Regions from separate parts of the Sus scrofa genome. Here region 1 is linked to region 2. A link is a contact called in public HiChIP or PLAC-seq data. All regions are on one chromosome and are shown on one strand. Each heading gives the region's core, a stretch centred on a gene start, on an enhancer-like site or on the middle of the called end of the contact. The rest is flanking DNA. Distances are from core to core; before and after follow the strand shown. Region 1 holds the start of TXNRD2 (thioredoxin reductase 2). Region 2 holds the start of GP1BB (glycoprotein Ib platelet beta subunit).

Region 1 (5,680 bases), core at 433-2,932, 120 kb after region 2:
GGAAGGGTCCTAAAGGACCCCCAGGCAGGCAGGGTAGGCACTGCCCTTAGGGTGTCAGCTGGAGATGTACCCACTCACACCATGGGGCGCCATAGGGCACCTCACAACCACTCCTCTTCCCTGCACACAGGGCTCAGCCTGAAAAGGTCTGTCTTGCCCTATATCCTGAACTCACTTTCCTTTAATTTTCTGCTCCCCTCTGAACCTGGTGCCTGATTTGCAACCAGCAAAGAGCAGCCCAGCAAGTAGGGCCAGGTTGCTGAGGGAATGGTGTTTTGGGGAAAGTAGAAACTCCTGGGTGCCCACAGGCCACTGCAAGCCAGCTTGGGGAGCATCCACACAGCTGTCCTCCTTCCATGCTCTTTCCTGGCAGCAGAGGTTACGGGAATGGTGAAAACCAGCAGCACGGTCACTCCAGTTCCTGTTCAGGGGCTACATCGGCCACCCCCATGCTGGACAGAGCAGGTGTCTTCCTGCTCAGAGGAGTTTCCGGCCTAAAATGGAAGCTGAGGCTTAAAATCAGACCCTGGAGTCCTTGCTGGGTGTTGGCACCATCCCCCCACCCTGTGAGCTCCTACTCGCCCTGGCCCTGGGGCTCCCCTCTGGCCTTGAGTGTGGAGACAGAAGCCAGGGTCAAGTTCTCCTACCAGCCTGCAGGGCCTGGGCTTGACTGCAGCTGCATAAGGGCTTTTAAACATTGCAAAGTTCCGGTGTGACATGTGCAGCAAGGTCCTTAGGGCCAGCAAAGCCACTGAAAGCAGTGCTCCGTCCCCACCTCCTGAGCTGGTAACTGCCTCCCCAGACTCTGCAGGGCTACCCTAGCCCTGCTCCCCAGGCCACGGAGGCACAAGGCTGGCCAAAGGCCAGCCACTCCTCCCCTGGGCACCATCTCTGGGAAGGAGCTCTTTGCTTGTCCCTCTTCCAGCCCCTCAGCACTCACTCCCTGTGGGGTCATCCAGGGGTGAGGTCTGGGGGGTGGTCCCTGTTCAGGTATGTGGTGGGGAGCATGCATCATGCTTGCGGTGGCCCACTGCCATGGCAGTTATGGTGGTCCTATGGTCTGCTCTGAGGGAGCCAGTCCTGCAGGGCTGGCCCCAACCCTCCCCTGTGCCCAGCCCCCCTCCCCTTGCTTACAGTTATGGGATCTCCATCTGGTTTGGCCCAGGACCCTTGATAGCTCAGGAGGTCCAGCAGCCAGTCCTCTCCTCCCCTAGAGCCCCCATAGGGCAGTGAAGAGCCACAGCACCAGCAGAGCTCAACACGTGGGTTCCCTTGGTCCCCTCTGTGACTCCCTGCCTGTGCATGTATTGAGCACATGCTGCTGTGTGGCGCTAGGACTGGGCAGGAGGTGGCGAGATCTGGCACGTGGGGTGTGCAGGGCACCCGCACGTGGTGGCCTTGCCATTATCACCTCTGCCAGGACTCTAGTTAACGCTGGGCTGGGGGACCAGGCAGTGGTCACTCCGCTCGGCAGGACCTGCGGGAGACCCCCTCCTCCCCCGCGAGGACTCCCGCCCTAGCCCCGACCCCCTCTCAGACCTCCGACCCCACGCCCGTTCCGCCCCGTCTGCCCCCGCAGGACCTGCTGCGCCCCGCGCCCCTCCCGGCACGACCCGCAAGCGCCACCGGAAGAGCCCGGCAGGTCCCCGCAGCGCCGCCATCGTCTCAGCAGCCGCAGCCTTTGGGTCCTCGGCCAGACCGGGCTGTCTGCCGCGCTGCCTGCACGGACGGCTGCACAAGGTGGGTGCGCCCGCGAGGGTCCACCAGGTGGGGTCCAGACGAGGAGTGGGCGTCTGGGGCCGATCAGGGCGCCTCGGATGTCGGGGAGAATTAGGACTCTGGTGGAGTTCCCCCTGGGGTGGGGTTCTCCGGACCTGGATGGGGGTTCGGACCTGGGATGGGGATCTCCATACTTGGGGTGGAGGGGGTTCTCCGGACATGGGGCGGGGACGGGATCCCTGGACATGGGGAGGCTCCCACCCGTGGTGGGGTCTCTGACCTGAGATGGGGTCTCTGACCTGGGGTGGGGGCTCTGGACATGAGGTGGGGTCTACTGATATGGGGGCCGGTGGTGGGAGGGAGGGGGAGTCGTGGTGCAGGTCCACTTGGTCACAGGGGCCACTACAAGCCTCCAGGACTCAGACCTTGGGGTTGAGGGTGGCTTCTGGGAGAGCTTGGACCTGGACCAGGTTTCAGAATCAGAGTCTGACTCACTGCCCTTGACCTCTGGAGGGAGACAACTGTGGGGTATGGTCAAGGGGCCTAACCACCTCCCAGGGGCACTGCTGGCAGGCCCTGGACTGCCCTGGGCCTTTCCTTTCAGCAGATTGGCTGCCCCACCAGGAAGGGGAAGCTGGGGTATGACCTGCCCCAGACCAGCCTTTTAGGCTTTTCCAGCCGGATTCCTGAATACTGCTGCTTGCCAGGGCTTTCCACTCCTGGGGCATCCTTGAGGCTTGCCCGAAGACTGGAGTTAGGAGAACACAGCAGACTCTGGTAACTGCACAGTAGAGGAAGGACTTGAATCCCTCTAGACTTACTCAGAGAGGGCTGGGCCTTTAAAAGGAGGGTGGGGGAGTTCCCAGGGTGGCCCAGCGGAAATGAATCTGACTAGGATCCATGAGGGCGCAGGTTGGATCCCTGGCCTTGCTCAGTGGGTTAAGGAGCTATGGCTACGACCCCTAGCTTGGGAACCTCCATATGCCGCAGGGCAGCCCTAAAAAAAAAAAAGAAAAAAGAAAGAAAAAGAAAAAGAAAAAAAGATAAAAGGAGAAATGCGGCAGACATTGAGGCTTGAGAGAGTCAGGGAGTGAAAAATTACAAAAAGTGGAAAGAGACCATGGTCCATGTGACACCCATTTACACAGTAGCTGGAATTTGGGCTCCTGCCTTCCTGCAGAAGCTGGGAGGTGCGGCTACAATGGTTGCTTTCTTTGCAAGCAGTAAGTGTTGGCAGGCATCTTGGGAGGCTGGGCTACCCTGCAGAAGTGGCCTTGAGCTTTGTGGCACAGTTAGTGTTTGTTCCAGTCTTTATAGGAGGCCTTTATAGGTGGAGAAGAGGGCTCTGAGGGGCCTGGTTGGGGTCTGTCAGGGAGAATCTCATTGCTGAATGGTTGGAGCCAACAGTAAACCCTGTTTTTGAGTCCTGAGGTCAGCCAGTTGAGAAGATTTCGGATGTTCAATTCTCAGCATCTTTAGTTGGTGGGATGAGGCCATAGTGGCAGCCAGATGGATTTCCTGGCTTGCAGTGTGAATATCTGTGCTGATGGCATAGACATCAGAGTTGCAGGCAAGCCCGTGTCCTGGTGCAGAGCCCAAGGGACATGGGATTTTTGATGGCTGAATGTAATGGCCCACATGTGACGGGTGGTGGTGAGGGGTTCTCTGAAGTTCCTGCCACCTGGTCTGCCTTCAGCTTTCAGGACTTTGTCAGACCCTGAGGGCAGGGCAGCTACAGGACACCCAAATCCAGGAAGGTTCTGAGCAGTCGGCTTTTAGTTCTTAGTGACACTGAGCCAGAGGGAGGGAGGAAAATGGGGAAAATGAATATTTGGAGAGTTGTAGCAGATATTGAGGAAACAGAAAGAACTGGGGGTTTGGTGAGGGGCAACAATGTGAGGTGACAGTGCAGTCTGGTTTACATGTCAGACCTCAGACACGAAGGACAGGCCTGGACCCTTATGACCCACAGTTTGTATTATTTTCTCCACTGGGACAAAATTGCTCTCTGTGGTCATTTCCCTTTTTGTTTTTTTGTTTTTTGTTTTTTTGTTGTTGTTGTCTTTTCTAGGGCCACTCCCGCAGCATATAGAGGTTCCCAGGCTAGGGGTCTAATCGGAGCTGTAGCCACTGGCCTACGCCACAGCCACAGCAACGCGGGATCTGAGCCTCATCTGCAACCTACAGACGACCACTGGCCTACACCACAGCTCACGGCAACGCCGGATCCTTAACCCACTGAGCAAGGCCAGGGATCGAACCCACAACCTCATGGTTCCTAGTCGGATTTGTTGACCACCGAGCCACAACAGGAACTCCCATTTCCCTTTTTGGTCGAAGGTAATCACAGTCATGTTTTTGTTTACAAAATAGTTCAGGTCTCCCTAGACTTGGGCTGATTATTCATATAAGTGCACCGAGAATAATAGTTGACACAGAGCCTTTTTTAAAGTTCGCTCAGTGTAGGTTTTTACAGGGAATCTCAGATTGGACTTCAAAAGTTTCCATGGCTAGGAAATCCAGTCAGGAATGTGCCATCACACTTCACCTGTAGACTTGGTGAACAATTCCTTGTAGAATTCCTCTCTGCTCAAGCCCCCCCCCCCAATTTGCAGGATATTGGGCCTGCAGAAGGTGACCTATTTTGTTCTCTGAGAGTCTGGGGACCCTGGTTGCCAGGCCTCAGGTTGGGTTTTCTAGAGGGCTTTGTAAGCCTTGGTTCCATAAAGTGACCTCGGTTCCTTAAAACTGTCTAATCAGAGCTGACTCCATGTCATGTCAAATATGACATTCCTTGGTAATACAACCAAGGTTTTCAGTTATGTCCTGTCACAAGAAGAACAGATTCTTATTAAACCTGTACAGATAACTATATTGCCACGAAAGTAGATACTCAATAATAGTTTATGGTTTTTGGAATGATCAGGCAGTAAGAAAAAGATAAAGGCTTTAATTTTCTTTACAGAAATAAAACTTACCAGATTGTTATGAGTCAGAGATAGCTTAAGAGAAAAGGGAAAGGTGTTTTTTTTTTTTTTTTTTAATATCCAGAAAACGGAACATTAAACAGCCAACAGTATTCTTCCTTTATCAGTTTACCTAGTCTCCTGTAGTTATATTTTGTTCCGCTTGACCTTGGGTTAGCCATTTCGAGCCCATGGGCTTCTCCAGCAGAGTTCTGAGTTCTGGTTGACCCCTGGTCAGAGGTCCCTGCACAGCCTCTTCTGTGGGTCTCTGAGGCAGGTGCTCTTTGTTGCTCATGAAGTATTCTGGCCTGCAGCCCAGTTCACATGCTTTTGGAGAAGCATCAGAGTGAGACAAAATTATCTGCAGCTGACAGAAGACTTAAAATGGCAATTCTTAAAGAGCTCATGAGAGTGGAGTTCCTGACGTAGCTCAGCGGAAACGAACCTGACTAGCATCCATGAGGATGCAGGTTCGATCCCTGGCCTTGCTCAATGGGTTGACCATCTGGCGTTGCCATGAGCTGTGGTGTAGGTTGTAGACTCAGCTCATATCCTGTGTTGCTGTGGCTGTAGTGTAGGCAGCTGTAACTCTCATTTGACCCCTAGTCTGGGAACCTCCATATGCTGTGGGTGTGGCCCTAATAAGGAAAAAGAAAAAGAAAAAAAGGAGCTAATGAGATTTATTCTAAAAACACAAGCAACAGGAAATTTGGCTGTTTCTGTAACACACACACCATTTTATATATATATATATATATTTTTTTTTTTTTTTTTTTTTGTCTTTTTGCCTTTTCTAGGGCCGCTCCCGCAGCATGCGGAGGTTCCCAGGCTAGGAGTCCAGTAGGAGCTGCAGCCACTGGCCTATGCCAGAGCCACAGCAATGCGGGATCCGAGCCACATCTGCGACCTACACCACAGCTCACGGCAATGCCAGATCGTTAACCCACTGAGCAAGGCCAGGGATCAAACCTGCAACCTCATGGTTCCTAGTCAGA
Region 2 (5,336 bases), core at 2,017-4,516:
GGTGAGGCAGGCCTGCCCTGCCCGGACTACCCCAGCCTCCCCTCACCCCCCAGCCCCACCCAGCCTGGCCTCATGTGCTCCCTGCCCCCAGTTGGAAGCCCATCACTGACTACGTGGACCAACAGTTTGAGCAGTATTTCCGGGACGAGAGCGGCCTCAACCGCAAGAACATCCAGGACAACCGTGTGCACTGCTGCCTGTACTTCATCTCCCCTTTTGGGCACGGGTATGTGGGGACCCAGGCCAGGTGTGCCAGTTGCTGCCCATTCCCCATGGTGCCCCCTACCACCGCCTAGGCCCCATTTACACAGGTTGCGGCCAGTGGATGTGGGCTTCATGAAGGCACTGCACGAGAAGGTGAACATCGTGCCCCTCATCGCCAAAGCCGACTGTCTGGTCCCTGGTGAGATCCGGAAGCTGAAGGAGCGGGTGAGCCTCTGAGGCAGTGCAGCCCGGCCCAGACTCTGGGGCCAAGGGCAGTTGGGTTGGGTGGCATGCTGACTGGGTACCTGCCCCTCACCTGACCACCGTTGCCTGCCGCAGATCCGGGAGGAGATCGACAAGTTTGGGATCCATGTGTACCAGTTTCCTGAGTGTGACTCAGACGAGGACGAGGACTTCAAGCAGCAGGATCGGGAACTCAAGGTGTGTCTGCAACCCCATGGGGTGGGGAGGGATCCAGAAGCCTTTGACACCAGGCCTAGGGGAGGGCCCAGGCCCAGGCCCAGGACTGATCTGGGTGGCAATACAATCTTCCCCTGGGGCCGGGCCAGGGTTGCCCAGGCCCCCTCCGCCACATCTGGCATGTGCAATTTGGTTAATAGGTCAAGGAATGCTTGCCAGGACTGAAAGGCACAGCTACTGGTCAGGCCCCCACCCTCACCCTGCTCTCAGCCCCCTTCCCATGCTTTATCCACAGAAGGGCCCAGCCGGCCCAGTGGTCTCAGGCCTACGTAGCCCTAGCACCAAGAATTCTGAGCTCCAGGGGAGGACATGGCTTTGGGTGCCCCAGGGGATAGTGGCAATGGCAAGCCTAAGCTGGGGACAGGTGGCCACCAGGCCAGCAGCAGGGTGGGCCTTTTACCCCAAAGTCAGCAGGGGCCTCACTAACGGGAGGCATGGGCTCAGCTCTGGGGAAGGAAGGGAGGCATGAGGGGGAGTGATTTTTGATGGGAGGGTTTTAGGAGGGGATGGTACTCCTCCTTGGGCACTGCCCAGGCAAAAACCCTAAGGTGCAAGTTGCATAGGCTCTGGCTTCAGCTGGCAACAGGCCAGAGGTGGGAACAACAGGATCTCTTTGGGGAGAGGTTGTTGATGGTGATGCTGGAGGGGCCGGCCAGGTGCTGAGTGCCCACGCCCCCTCCCACCACTGACCCCACACCCCCGCTAACTGGGCATGAGCCCTTGCACCTGCCCCCCAGGAGAGCGCACCCTTCGCTGTTATCGGCAGCAACACGGTGGTGGAGGCCAAGGGGCAGCGGGTCCGGGGGCGACTGTACCCCTGGGGGATCGTGGAGGGTGAGTTAAGGCCTGGGGCACAGCACTTGGGTGGGAAGGCTCCACTGGGCTGGCGCCCAACCCACTGCCTGTCCCTGCCCGCAGTGGAGAACCAGGCACACTGCGACTTTGTGAAACTTCGCAACATGCTTATCCGCACACACATGCACGACCTCAAGGACGTGACGTGCGACGTGCACTACGAGAACTACCGGGCCCACTGTATCCAGCAGATGACCAGGTGTGCACTCCGCTCCCCCCCCCCAATCCTGTCCAGAGGTACAGGAGCTGCAGGGCCTTGGTATACTGGGGAGGTCAGCCCAGCCCCCAGCAGTTGTGTCCCTGGTGTCCACCCTACAGCAAGCTGACCCAGGACAGCCGCATGGAGAGCCCCATCCCCATCCTGCCACTGCCCACCCCAGATGCCGAGACGGAGAAGCTCATCAGGATGAAGGATGAGGAGGTTGGCAGGCAGCGGGGGAGAGCTGGGGCTGCGGGTGGGGGCTGGGCCCTTCCCCTTGCATTTCTCACCCCACCCTCTGTTGTTCCTGCCCTGCCCCCCAGCTCAGGCGCATGCAGGAGATGCTGCAGAAAATGAAGCAGCAAATGCAGGACCAGTGACCCTGCTGCAGCCCCACGTTGTCATGGATATACTGCCCACTTCCAGGCTGGCCCTTCCCACCCCTGGACCCCGACTGGCCTGGACTCGACCCCGGATTCATCTGAATCTCCAACAGGCCTGGACACAACCCCAACCCCAGAGTGGCCCAGACCTGGACTTTTCCCTACTGTTCCCTACCTGACCCAGAGACGCGGGGTTGCAGCCCCCAGCCAACCCTAATTTATTCTCAGCATTAGCTCCTCCCCTCATTTGTATCTGATTCTATGGGGCCTGGACAATGCTCCCCTGCCCCCAGCCCTCTCTGGCCTTGGGGGAGCAGGGGCTAAGTTGGATGGTGACTTTTGAGGTCACAGCACTCCGCCTCCAGGCCCTACTCCGAAGGGCTGGTAAATCAAGGCAAACTAGGGGAGCCGATCCCAGGATCCTGGCCTTTCCTCCTGACCTGGTGCAGCAGAGTGAACTTGGGAACACTCACTCTGTGCCTAGGTGGCCAGGGCCTTCTTACCTCCTGACCAACTCAACAGGCAGCTCAGCAGGCAGGTTGGGCAGCTGAAGCAATTAGGATCTTTCCAGACCTAAGGAGGCCAGTTGGCTGCTGGGGAGGAAAGTGGGGGCTGGGATGCCCGTCAACGCCTGTGACCATCCCCCAGGGCCATGGCCCTACTGGGCTCTAGGAGCAGTGGGGGTGGGCAGCCTGGCACCCCCATCCTGCACCACCCTCTCTGCCCCTGGGGGCTGGAGGGCTCTTCTCGCCAGCGCTCTTGCCCTGGGTTCCTGAGTCCTTGGTACCCCCCCTCCTTCTACCCGCATGATCCCTGCCTCCGAACCCCCTTCTCGGTTTGTTCATTTGTGAATGCTGCGTCCTGTCCTGGTGACAGGAGAACAATGTTGGTGAACTCGCAGAGGGTGTCCGTGTGCTCCCTGCACTCCTGGAAACGGTGGGGCGGAAGTTGGGTCGGCCGGCGGCCTGGCGATAGCGCTCTATCTGCGCCGCGGGCTCGGCCTCCGGGTTATTTCTGGCGGGGAGGCCGCGCTGCGGTCGGTTCCGCGGGCACGCTCGAGCCTGGCAGGGGCGGGGCGGCCTTATCGCCTGCTTCTGAGGCCATTGCCTCGTGCTCCAGAGCTAGCCGGTCGCCATCCTCTCGCCATGGGCTCCGGTGAGTCTGGGGTCGGAGGTGCTCGGTCCTTTTGGCCTTAGTCGAGAGATACCTGGGTCAAACTCAGCGGGTACTTCCAACCTGCGCGACAGGCAGTCGGGTGGAGAGGCTCGCGGGCGACTGAGGGGTAGGGGGCGCTCAGGAACCCTGTCAGGTGGCCCGCTGGCCGGCCTCATCGTGGCGCTTCCCTTCCAGGGCCGCGCGGCGCGCTGAGCCTGCTGCTCCTGCTGCTCGCGCCGCCGATCCGCCCGGCCGTGGGCTGTCCCGCCCCGTGTCGCTGCGCGGGGACGCTCGTGGATTGCGGGCGTCGCGGGCTGACCTGGGCCTCGCTGCCCGCTGCCTTCCCGCCAGACACAACCGAACTGGTGCTGACAGGCAACAACCTGACGGCGCTGCCACTCGGGCTGCTGGACGCGCTGCCGGCGCTGCGTACCGCGCACCTGGGAGCCAACCCCTGGCGCTGCGACTGTCACCTGGTGCCGCTGCGCGCCTGGCTGGCCGACCGACCTGAGCGCGAGCCCTACCGCGACCTGCGCTGCGCGGCGCCCCCGGCGCTGCGCGGCCGCCTGCTGCCCTACCTGGCGGAGGAAGAGCTGCGTGCCGCCTGCACGCCCGGCGCGCTCTGCCACTGGGCACTAGCGGCGCAGCTCCTGCTTCTCGGCCTCGGGCTGCTGCACGCGCTGCTGCTGGCGTTGTTGTTGTGCCGCTTGCAGAGGCTGCGCGCCCGCATCGCGCGCAGGTGGGCGCTAATCACACCACTGGCAGCTGAGCCCGCGACAACCGAGCAGAGCTACTGACGGGACCCGCCGCGAGCGCGTCCTCCGCTGGCACAGTCTCCCTGACATGCCTCCGCAGCCCCAGCACAGGAGCCCTGCTGCTGCGAACGCACCGCCGGCGAGGGAACCCACGCCCTGGACGCTGGGGCGGGCCCGGGTCCAGCTGCCGCCTAGACCTGCTGAGCCACCTATGCCATCTTCAGTGCGAATAAACCCTGCTCCCCTCTGGCGGACCTGTGCACCATGCGACCCGAACTCTCCCTCCCAAAAATGAGGAAAAAGTCCAGGGGCTGGTTCAAGGGGGCACATCACGTTGTCATACACACACATCACCTCCTGGCAAGAGCGAGGTCCATGAGCAAACTCCGCGACACTGGCTTTCGCTGAAGTTTAAGTAGGAAGAACTCAAGGGACAGTGACCAGGCTGTGGGGATCGAGTACACTGAGGGGACAGTGGGGATACTGGAGAGAACACTGGGGACAGTGAAGGCCCCAGGAGCAGTGTAGATGCAAGAAAGAAAGGATGTTGGGAGTGGCAGTTTCTGGGAGTTAGGGTCTTCAAAGTGGCTCTGAGGACAGTTCAGGGTGTGAATTTTCGCCAGTGGTAGTGACCATGCCATGTAGGTAGCTTTCAGGGGTCAGGGCTGGACAGGGATGATGAGAACCATTGGGTAGTCCAGCTGGGACTTCCCAGGCGCCTGAGAGAGAAGCTCTGGAGAGCCGGGAGGCGAGGTCCCTAGAAGTTCTCTGCAGGGGTGAGGAGGCACAGGGTTAAAGGGTCTCTGGATCCTGTCCTCTGCCTGGCCCCCTACTTCCTGCATGAAGGTGCCTGGACTGCCTCTGGTCCCTGGTCTCCCCTGTGCCAGCCTTGAGTCCAGGCCCAGCAGCCAGGGCCTGGGAATCCTGCACAGATGCCCCAGCGAGGTACAGGCTGCTAACAAGGGCCTTGGTGCTCCAAAGAGAAGCGGATGCGTTCCTCACCGCTGGGGTCCTGCTCCTGCCCTAGGCATGGCCTCCACCTGGCCTGCAGTGAACAATGAGGGCTGCTCACTCTTCACCCCAAATGACCCTGATGAGGAGCCTCAGGCCTGGCCCCAGCTGCCTGGCACAGGAAGCCTCCCGGCCCCACTGACCCGGTCGGGGAGGCTGCCACTGACATGGCCTTTGTCCTGGCCTTTGTGGGACAAGACAGATGGCCGATACTATCTCGGGGCTGCTGGTGGGACGCGAGGCAGGAGTCACTCCCTCCTTTGTGGCCAGGTGTGTGGCATCCGGTCCATTGTG

Evidence for each region. HiChIP or PLAC-seq counts read pairs in DNA pulled down with a chosen protein or histone mark.
Region 1: a contact with region 2 is called in an H3K27ac HiChIP or PLAC-seq map of alveolar macrophages, with 7 times the contacts expected there. The contact joins the promoter of TXNRD2 here to the promoter of GP1BB in region 2. A contact is called at or near these places in 5 of 5 promoter capture datasets (fetal liver, fetal skeletal muscle, liver and 1 more), 23 of 47 Hi-C or Micro-C datasets (blood, brain, embryonic fibroblasts and 14 more) and 2 of 2 datasets of contacts at active chromatin or transcription factors (alveolar macrophages and skeletal muscle).

The regions. Positions count from the first base shown.
Region 1 is chr14:51,383,414-51,389,093 of Sscrofa11.1, forward strand. TXNRD2 (thioredoxin reductase 2) reads right to left here and starts at 1,683. Exons shown (of 18, transcript NM_001168702.1): 1 at 1,583-1,683. The coding sequence starts at 1,661. It also overlaps a transcript of COMT not described here.
Region 2 is chr14:51,257,831-51,263,166 of Sscrofa11.1, forward strand. GP1BB (glycoprotein Ib platelet beta subunit) reads left to right here and starts at 3,267. Exons shown (of 2, transcript NM_001141985.1): 1 at 3,267-3,276; 2 at 3,472-4,073. The coding sequence starts at 3,267. The coding sequence ends at 4,073. It overlaps SEPT5 (septin-5), which reads left to right. Exons shown (of 12, transcript XM_001929628.7): 5 at 1; 6 at 92-226; 7 at 312-429; 8 at 544-645; 9 at 1,422-1,518; 10 at 1,603-1,738; 11 at 1,858-1,960; 12 at 2,062-3,021. The coding sequence ends at 2,118.